Linked DNA regions of Sus scrofa: region 2 is linked to region 1. Evidence: chromatin contacts called from public Hi-C data. All regions are on one chromosome and are shown on one strand. The core of a region is the stretch at or near the end of the contact, and the rest is flanking DNA. Distances in the headings are between cores, read along the strand shown. Region 1 holds the start of DNAJC28 (dnaJ homolog subfamily C member 28). Region 2 holds the start of SMIM11A (small integral membrane protein 11A).

What was found. Hi-C and Micro-C count contacts between places; a contact is called where the count stands out from the background.
Region 2: a Hi-C map of liver shows a contact between it and region 1, with 17 times the contacts expected there. The contact joins the promoter of SMIM11A here to the promoter of DNAJC28 in region 1. A contact is called at or near these places in 1 of 5 promoter capture datasets (liver) and 1 of 47 Hi-C or Micro-C datasets (liver).

Annotation. Positions count from the first base shown.
Region 1 is chr13:197,113,038-197,117,037 of Sscrofa11.1, reverse strand. DNAJC28 (dnaJ homolog subfamily C member 28) reads left to right here and starts at 2,345. Exons shown (of 3, transcript XR_002338034.1): 1 at 2,345-2,639; 2 at 3,543-4,000.
Region 2 is chr13:197,983,313-197,987,312 of Sscrofa11.1, reverse strand. It overlaps SMIM11A (small integral membrane protein 11A), which reads right to left and starts at 2,045. Exons shown (of 4, transcript XM_003132758.4): 1 at 1,906-2,045.

The DNA of each region.
Region 1 (4,000 bases), core at 1,096-3,595:
CTTTTTAAAAAACAATGTAAAAAAACTGCCAAGGAGTTTAAATAAGCAAGGTAGCATGATCACATTAAAAATGCTAGTCAAAGGAGTTCCCACCATGGCGCAGTGGTAATGAATCCGACTATGAACCATGCATGAGGTTACTTATTCCATCCTTGGCCTCACTCAGTGGGTTAAGGATCCGGCATTGCCACGAGCTGTGGTGTAGGTCGCAGACGCAGCTCGGATCTGGCACTGCTGTGGCTGTGGTGTAGGCCAGTGGCTACAGCTCCGATTCGACCCCTTGCCTGGGAACCTCCATGTGCCAAGGGTGTGGCCCTAAAAAGAAAAAAAAAAAAAAAAAAAACCCTAGTCAAAAAATAAATAAATAAAAATGCTAGTCAACCTATGTGTTTGGTTCTGACTCTGAATTTGATCCTTTGATCACATTTTATAATCACAGGACTGTTGATTTCAGAGTATGCAGCAAACTTTTAAAAGGAAAAGAACCATATTTTCAAGTGGTTTGACTCTGCCCAGAGTCACATTTTATAATCACAGGACTGTTGATTTCAGAGTATGCAGCAAACTTTTAAAAGGAAAAGAACCATATTTTCAAGTGGTTTGACTCTGCCCAGAATTAAACTGACCAAAAATGCTTTGGTTTATCACTCATTTGCTCTATTGACTTAAAAAGCCATGGTTGCTCTCAAAGACATCATTAGGACAATTGTTAAAACTGGAATACAAAAATTGTACATTAAGGAGTTCCCATCATGGCTCAGTAGTTAACGAATCCGACTAGGAACCATGAGGTTGCAGGTTCGATCCCTGCCCTCGCTCAGTGGGTTAAGGATCTGGTGTTGCCGTGAGCTGTGGTGTAGATAGCAAATGCGACTTGAATCCCGGGTTGCTGTGGCTGTGGCAGAGGCTGGCAGCTACAGCTCCGATTTGACCCCTAGCCTGGGAACTTCCGCATGCTGCAGGTGCAGCCCTAAAAAACAAAACAAAAAAATAAACAAAAAACCTGTACATTAAATAATACTGTCTTTAAGTTAAATGTCGTGAATTTGCTATCAGTGCTATGATGAAGAGAATGTCCTTGTTTTGAGGAAACAAATACTGAGTACTTTGGGATAAAGGGGCATAGTACGTGCAGTTACTTTTTTTTTTTTTTTTTTTTTTTGCTCTTTAGGGCCGAACCCGAGGCATATGGAGGTTCCCAGGCTAGGGGTTGAATTGGAGCTACAGCTGCTGGCCTACCCCAGAGCCACAGTAACGCCAGATCCGAGCTGTGTCTGCAACCTACACCACGGCTCACGGCAACGCCGGATCCTTAACCCACTGCACCCACTACGTGAGGCTAGGGATCGAACCCACATCCTCAAGGATACTAGCTGGATTCGTTTTCGCTATGCCACAACAGGAACTCCCTACTTCTGCCTTCTTTTAAGAAACGTAGTCATAGTACAAAATATTATTTAATGTGCCAGGCGCTATGCAAAGTGGTTTACATACAGTGTGTAAATCTCACAAAAACTCAGTGAGTGCTACACAATTATTATTTCATCATAAGTAAAATGAGGAAAACAATAGCATTTACCTCATTGGGCTGTTGCAAGAATTTTAAAAGATTACATAAATAGGCATTTAGCACAGTGCCTGGCAAAAACTGAGTGCTAAATACGTTCACCATTTGCTGGTACCCTCACTTTACAGATAAACGGACACAGAGAAAAGCAGTTCTCAGCTCAGGTCTGACCCGCCTTTTCTTCTTCTTGCTTTTTCCTATTTTAAAAACTTACCCTGTGCAGAAGGGGGAAATAGTAAATCCCCATAACAGTGACTGAACTTAAAGCGAGAAAACACTTTATTTAACTTTGTCTTCGACCGTCCTCACCCTCTCTCTATCAATGCCTGGCTAAATGACCTACCTGCTCACTAAGTTCCTGAACTAACGAAAGACTAGGTTTCTAACCTGGGTTATCTATTACCACCACGTTCTAACCAACCGAGCTAACCTAGACTTTCTGGGCCAGGTAGTATTTCCTCGTCTCTGAGCTGGTGTCCTTGGCTGCAAACCTGAAAAAGCTGTTCAGGTCCTATTCGGGGGGAAAAGGACTTGTCATCCCCTCTTCAAAACAAGTTACCTAGGACCGGCGCCCTCCGAACCATTAGCACTTCAAGGGTCGCATTCGACACTGACCAAACGCTATGGTAAATCCTATTCATCTCCCCTCCGGCGGTGTAGACGTTTTCACCGCCCCGCCTCCCTCCCGGAAGGCGCAGGCGCGCGGCGGGGTCCTCCTGGAGAACTACATTTCCCAGAATCCACTCGACCGACCCACCTCCCGCTAGGGGTGGGGAGGGCGGAGTCGACTGCCCGGGGCGGGGCGGAGCGTCCCGAAATTGTCCTGCTTGTGTCCTTTTGGGAAGAGTTTGTTTTAAAAGAGATTCTGGGGTCCCCTGGTAAGGTAGGACATCTGTCTCTATTCGGTATCACATTGCCCTCCGCACCCCTGAGGGTTCCCTCAGCGTAAAAAGGCAGATGGTCTAGTCCAGCGGCGGAGACAGCTGGGGAGTGGAGGGCCGCCCTCGCACGCATGCGCAGATGCTCAGCATGGGGGCGGGAGCCGCAGAGCCCCTTCCCAGGGTCTGAGAAGGTGAGTAGAGGGCGGGACCCGGCGTGTACTGTGTCGAGATTGACTTCTCTTCCGCGACGGCCACCCATCCCAGTCAAGTCTGAAAGCCGTTGACCCCAATTTTTATAGAAAATTGGAGTCCCCAGGAGCTGAATTTTAGCGTTTATACATCAAAATCCTATTTTTAAGTCACTTCTAGCATTTCATTGCCATTTTCTATATAGAAGATTTTCTCTTCTACTATGCTGTGCGTTTAAAAAACAAACAAAACAAAACAAAAACAGGTAACAGTATACTGAGAGAGTTCACCTTTCATCTCGGCTTTCAGGCTTGCAGCAGACTATTCCTTCCTAAGACGCTGTAGAGCTTAAAGTCTTTTGGACCCTTGATTCTGTGCAATTTAGTGTCAAGAGTAGGTACAGAATCAGTCACTTGTTCTAATTGTTTCATGTAAGTCTTCTCATGAGAAGACTCCTTGGGATAATAAAGACAATGATGCACTCACTAAAGAAATAGTGGTGCTACTGACGTTTATAATTTGCTGAGGACAAATATGCAAGAGGCTTGTTGTGCCCTAACCCTAACTATTTTGCTTACACCTTGCTGTGTGATTTGGTTGTGTTGCTTAACCTTCTGGGCCTGCATTTTCTCATAAAATGAGAAGATTGGATTAGATCTCTGAGAACTTGCCAGCTCTAAAATTCTGTGGTTAGTACAGAGTAGAATCTAGATTCCATCACAATATGTTGACGCAAGACATCATTAACTTCCATTTCTCTGCTGAACAAATGAAATAAAGCTGTAAGAATTTTGGCAGCAGCATTAGAAAGAAGTATTGTACTCGTAATTCATCCTTATTGCTGAAAATATGGATTTAGCTGATAATACAACTTTCTTCACCCAATATTTGTTGTCGTTTTATAGATCATTGCTAGGAAGAAATCTGGGCACAATAATGAACACAGTGTATGTAGTGATGGCTCGAATCCTAAGATCTCATCTGATAAACGTTTCAATGATTCCTCATCAAATGAACATGGGTCCATATCTTGGTGTGCTTAGAACTAGAATGATGTCAACTTATAAATCCAAAAAGAAGATGAGCGAATATTATAGGCTGCTGAATCTGGATGAAGGATGCTCTGCAGATGATGTCAGGGAATCTTTTCGTAAACTTGCCAAGCAATACCATCCAGATGGTGGCTCTAGTACTGCTGATTCTGCAACATTTATAAGGATCGAAGAAGCTTATAGGAAGGTGCTTTCTCACGTGATTGAACAAACAAATGCCAGGCAGAGTAAAGTTGAAGCAGACGAGGAAGATGAAGAAAAATTCAAATATAAAACACCCCAACACCGGCATTATTTAAGTTTTGAAGGTA
Region 2 (4,000 bases), core at 796-3,295, 870 kb before region 1:
ATTGAGTTGTGTACAAATATAAGTAGACAAGCTTGGCTGTTTTCCACATGTTTTCTGAGACCAAAGGACATACCTAGAGAATTGAAATAGGTATGGTAGCCACAAGGTCAAGGACCCCAAGTAGGTCCAAAAAGCTTAGAGGAGGAAATCAAAAGATCACCCGTGGTGATCTGTTTACCAGTGATGTGACCTTGGACGAGTCACCTGGCCTCTCTAAGCCTCAGCTGCCCTGTCTGTCAATTCTCCTTCAGAGACTGCAAACACTAAGCAATGTGTTCAGCATATGGAAAGCACTAAACAAATACCAACGATAACTGTTATGATAAATATCTCTTTCCACTAATGGACATGTCAAGCTGATAAAAAGTGGTATCAGTCAAAATGCAGACAGCAGGATATGGTATAAAGAACCAGCACTGGATAACCAGGAGAACTGGCGATCTGGGCTCAATTCTTGGTGGCACCAATGGCAGGGCACGTGAGTGACCTGGCACAGGTCATTAGCCTCTTTAACCTAAAGTGTTATCTCAAAAATCAGAAGCCAAAGAACAGTGCTGAAACTCGGCAATGCCTAAGTCACCACCCTCTTTGATATCACAGAATCTAACTAAAAATATACTGGCAGCTCACTCAACTTCATATCTAGGGTGATAAAATTCAGTCTCTTTAGAAAAAAAAAAATTAGGGTCAATGTGCAAAGGAGTGGAAGACTTAGGCTGAGGGTGAAAGAGGAGAGGGCAAATCAGTCAAACTCATTCCCACTCACTGGCTCCAAATTACAACTCTTTCCCACCTCCCCTAAATTACATGCTCCAACTCAGCCATTTCTGTAGCACCCTGCAGGACTTCAGCAAATAAGAACAACTGAGAAAGCTAAAAATATCAACAGGCTATTTGCTCTGCTGCCATATGTACACCTGACCCAACACCAGAACCAGGAGGCAGCTGGTATCTGAGGGCTGAACTACAAACTGACAGCCACAATTTTGAGAGGCCTAAAATCTATGAAGCGCTGGAAGTTTTAAACTTCCCTTTTAACAATGGCTCAGAGTTTTATTTCCTCTCCTGCAAAAACGTCCTGAGTTCTCCTTTGCCAGATTTCTCCTAAAAAATAGAAAAGCTACTGGCTTATTTTCATTAAGCCAATTAAAGCACTATGGACAATGTATGGTCCACAATTTTCTTCTTGGCACACCTAACAAACCCCAAGGGTCGGTCTGTCTCTTGGAGTCTCATTCCAGCCACTAAGTATGTGTCCCTAGTTTGAACTTTCCGGAGCTGTTCTCATTCCCAGTCTCTACCCTTTTCACCCCAACCCTTCACCCAATCTTTTGAAAGAGCGGTAGGTGTGGGAAGGAAGGGGTTCAAGATGAACCTAGGATATCACCTGGTTGGCCTCTAAGGCCCAAGCCCGGATCAGCCCGGGGTTCCCAGGGCGAGGGGCTGGGCCTCAACTTCTCCGTAACCGTAACAGTAATCCGAGGGCCGGGCCAGGGTCCTCTCCATCCCCGACTCTTGGGGAGCAAGGCCTGTACCGCTCACACCCGAGAATGAGGGCCAAAGGCAAGCACTGCCCCCCACCCCGCCCCCTCCGCCCCGCCATTCTAACAGAACAGGGCGTCCAGAGCATTCGCTCGCCTCCTAATCTCTCCGGCCTGCGTGACAGCCTCAACACTCCACCCACCGCGCGGGATCCGCGGCGCCGGGGCAACCCAGCCAGACAGGGGCAATCCGCGGGCGGGGGGCGGGAGGTGGCAGCAGTCACCTTCGCCGTGCCCGGGGGCCCGGCGGTGAGCGTCTAGAGAGAAAGTGCGATCGCAGGGCCGGCCGCCAAACTCCCCAGCGCCCCCAAGAGCTGCCGGGCCTCAGCTCAGGATTCCGTGGCCCAGGACACCACCCACTTACAGCTCCGGGCCGCGGAGGAACCAGCCGGCACACACGACAGCTACAACGCCGCGGGAAAACTACACGTCCCGAAATGCACCGCTCCGCGCGCCTGCGCAGTGGGCCAGGACCGCATCGCTGCGAGCGCCGCCTTGATGCGTGCGCCGCCTTGATGCGTGCGCCGCTTCACGCGCAATCGCGCTTGGGGCTGGCGCGGCTTTCTGGGGGCTGCGACGTGGGTCACGGAACGGGATTGGCCGGGCGAGTGAGGGTGGGCCAGGCGCTTTCCTCCAGGCCCTTGGCACATTCTCCTTTTGAAGTTACTGGAGTTGGAGGACGGCGGATGGAGGGCGGGGCTTTGTGGGGGCGGGGCTTTGTGGGGGGCGGGGCTTTGTGGGCCCCTCCCCCTCAGCTGTCTCGCTTTCTTTGGGTGATCCTTGCTGTGTGTGGCCGAGGGCACGTGGGTCCCCAGAAGTTTCCAAATTTAGCCTTCATCGTCTCTGTCAAAAATGCGTGCATTTTCCTTTGGAATAGTGGTGGGGTGCCCATACTAGGTCCCCAGATTCATTCAACAAGAGCTTAGTAAACGGAAGCAGTTACAACGCACTCAGACCCTTCTGTAAGGGAGGGTACAAACTGGACACTGAAATTCAAGGGTAGCAAGAGGAAAGTTCACAGAGTCCTTAGTCCATGCTCAGCTCACCCTTCTGTGGTTTAGGAAACTAAAGCAAGAGGAGACGAAGTGGCCAGCGCAAGAAAACGTGCAAATTGGTGTGGCAGAACGGAGATTTGAACCAGACAGTCCAATTCCATATCCCATTGTGACATCTTGGTGGTGGTGAAAAACGAAATGTTTCCTGGAGAAAGTAACAGAAATAATGTTCTAAGCACTTTATTGTCTAATTGAAGTCTCCTGACAGGCCTGTGAAGGACATATTATGACTGTAATGAGGAAATGAAGACACAGATTAAGTCGTGGAGGGTTTTAAAGCCAGCAAGGGCCAGAGCTGGGACCTGACTCCGGATCTAGCCTCTATCAGGGCAGCCACTACCATGAGTTCCTTTTCTTTTTTGGGGGGTGGGGTGGGTGCGCACCCATGGCATATGGAGGTTCCCAGGAAAGCAGTCGAATCTGGAGCTACAGCTGCTGGCCTACACCACAGCAACAGCCACAGTGGACCTGAGCCATGTCTGTGACCTACACCACAGCTAGTAGCATTGCCAGATTCTTAACCCACTGAGCGAGGCCAGAGATCAAACCCACAACGTCATGGTTCCTAGTCGGGTTTGTTAACCACTGAGTCACAAAAGGAACTCTTTTTTTTTTTTTTTCCTTCTTTTTAGGGCTGCACCTGCAGCATATGGAAGTTCCCAGGCTAGGGGTTGAATCTCAGAGCTGCAGCTGTCAGCCTATGCCACAGCAATGCAGGATCCAAGCCAAAATGCTCGTCAAGATTGGGTATTTCTCCCATTCCCCGAAAGTAAACTTGGCTGATGAACATTTATTAAATGATGATAATGAAATGTACTTAATTAGGAAAACCTAGATCCCTCCTCCCCTTGATGTGTTTTCCTGTGTCACAGATAAAGCCAGGCACCGGTTCATGTGTTAGGGACAGACTTGATTCAGTCGCTATCACAGTAGGGAAGAGAATTCGGCATGAATTAAACTCAACTTTGATTGGTGCAGAGGTAACTGGGCATAAGAAGGAGAATGAGGAGGTTGGGGCCACAGGCACTCAGGCAGAGTTGGGGGAAGTGGAAATTTACAAAAAGTGGAAGGGAATAGTCAGCCTGATCTGGCTTTGTCGATGGACACTTCTCTGCAAGAGAAACAAACTCCTGTTTTTACGATTGGAGGCAGTGGTGCCAGTTAAAGCAAGGGTCTGTTGGGGAGAGTTACTGCCTTGAATGTGTTATTTTCAAAGAGACAAGACAGTCCTGGGTGGTCAAAGATTTACACTTCAGGAGTTCTCTTGTGTTGCAGTGGGTTAAGGGTGCCGCTTTGTCACTGCAGTGGCTTGGGTCACTGCTATGGCGAGGGTTAAATCCCTGGCCTGGGAATTCACATGCCATGAATATGGAAACAAAAAACACCAAAAAGCTAAAAAAAAAA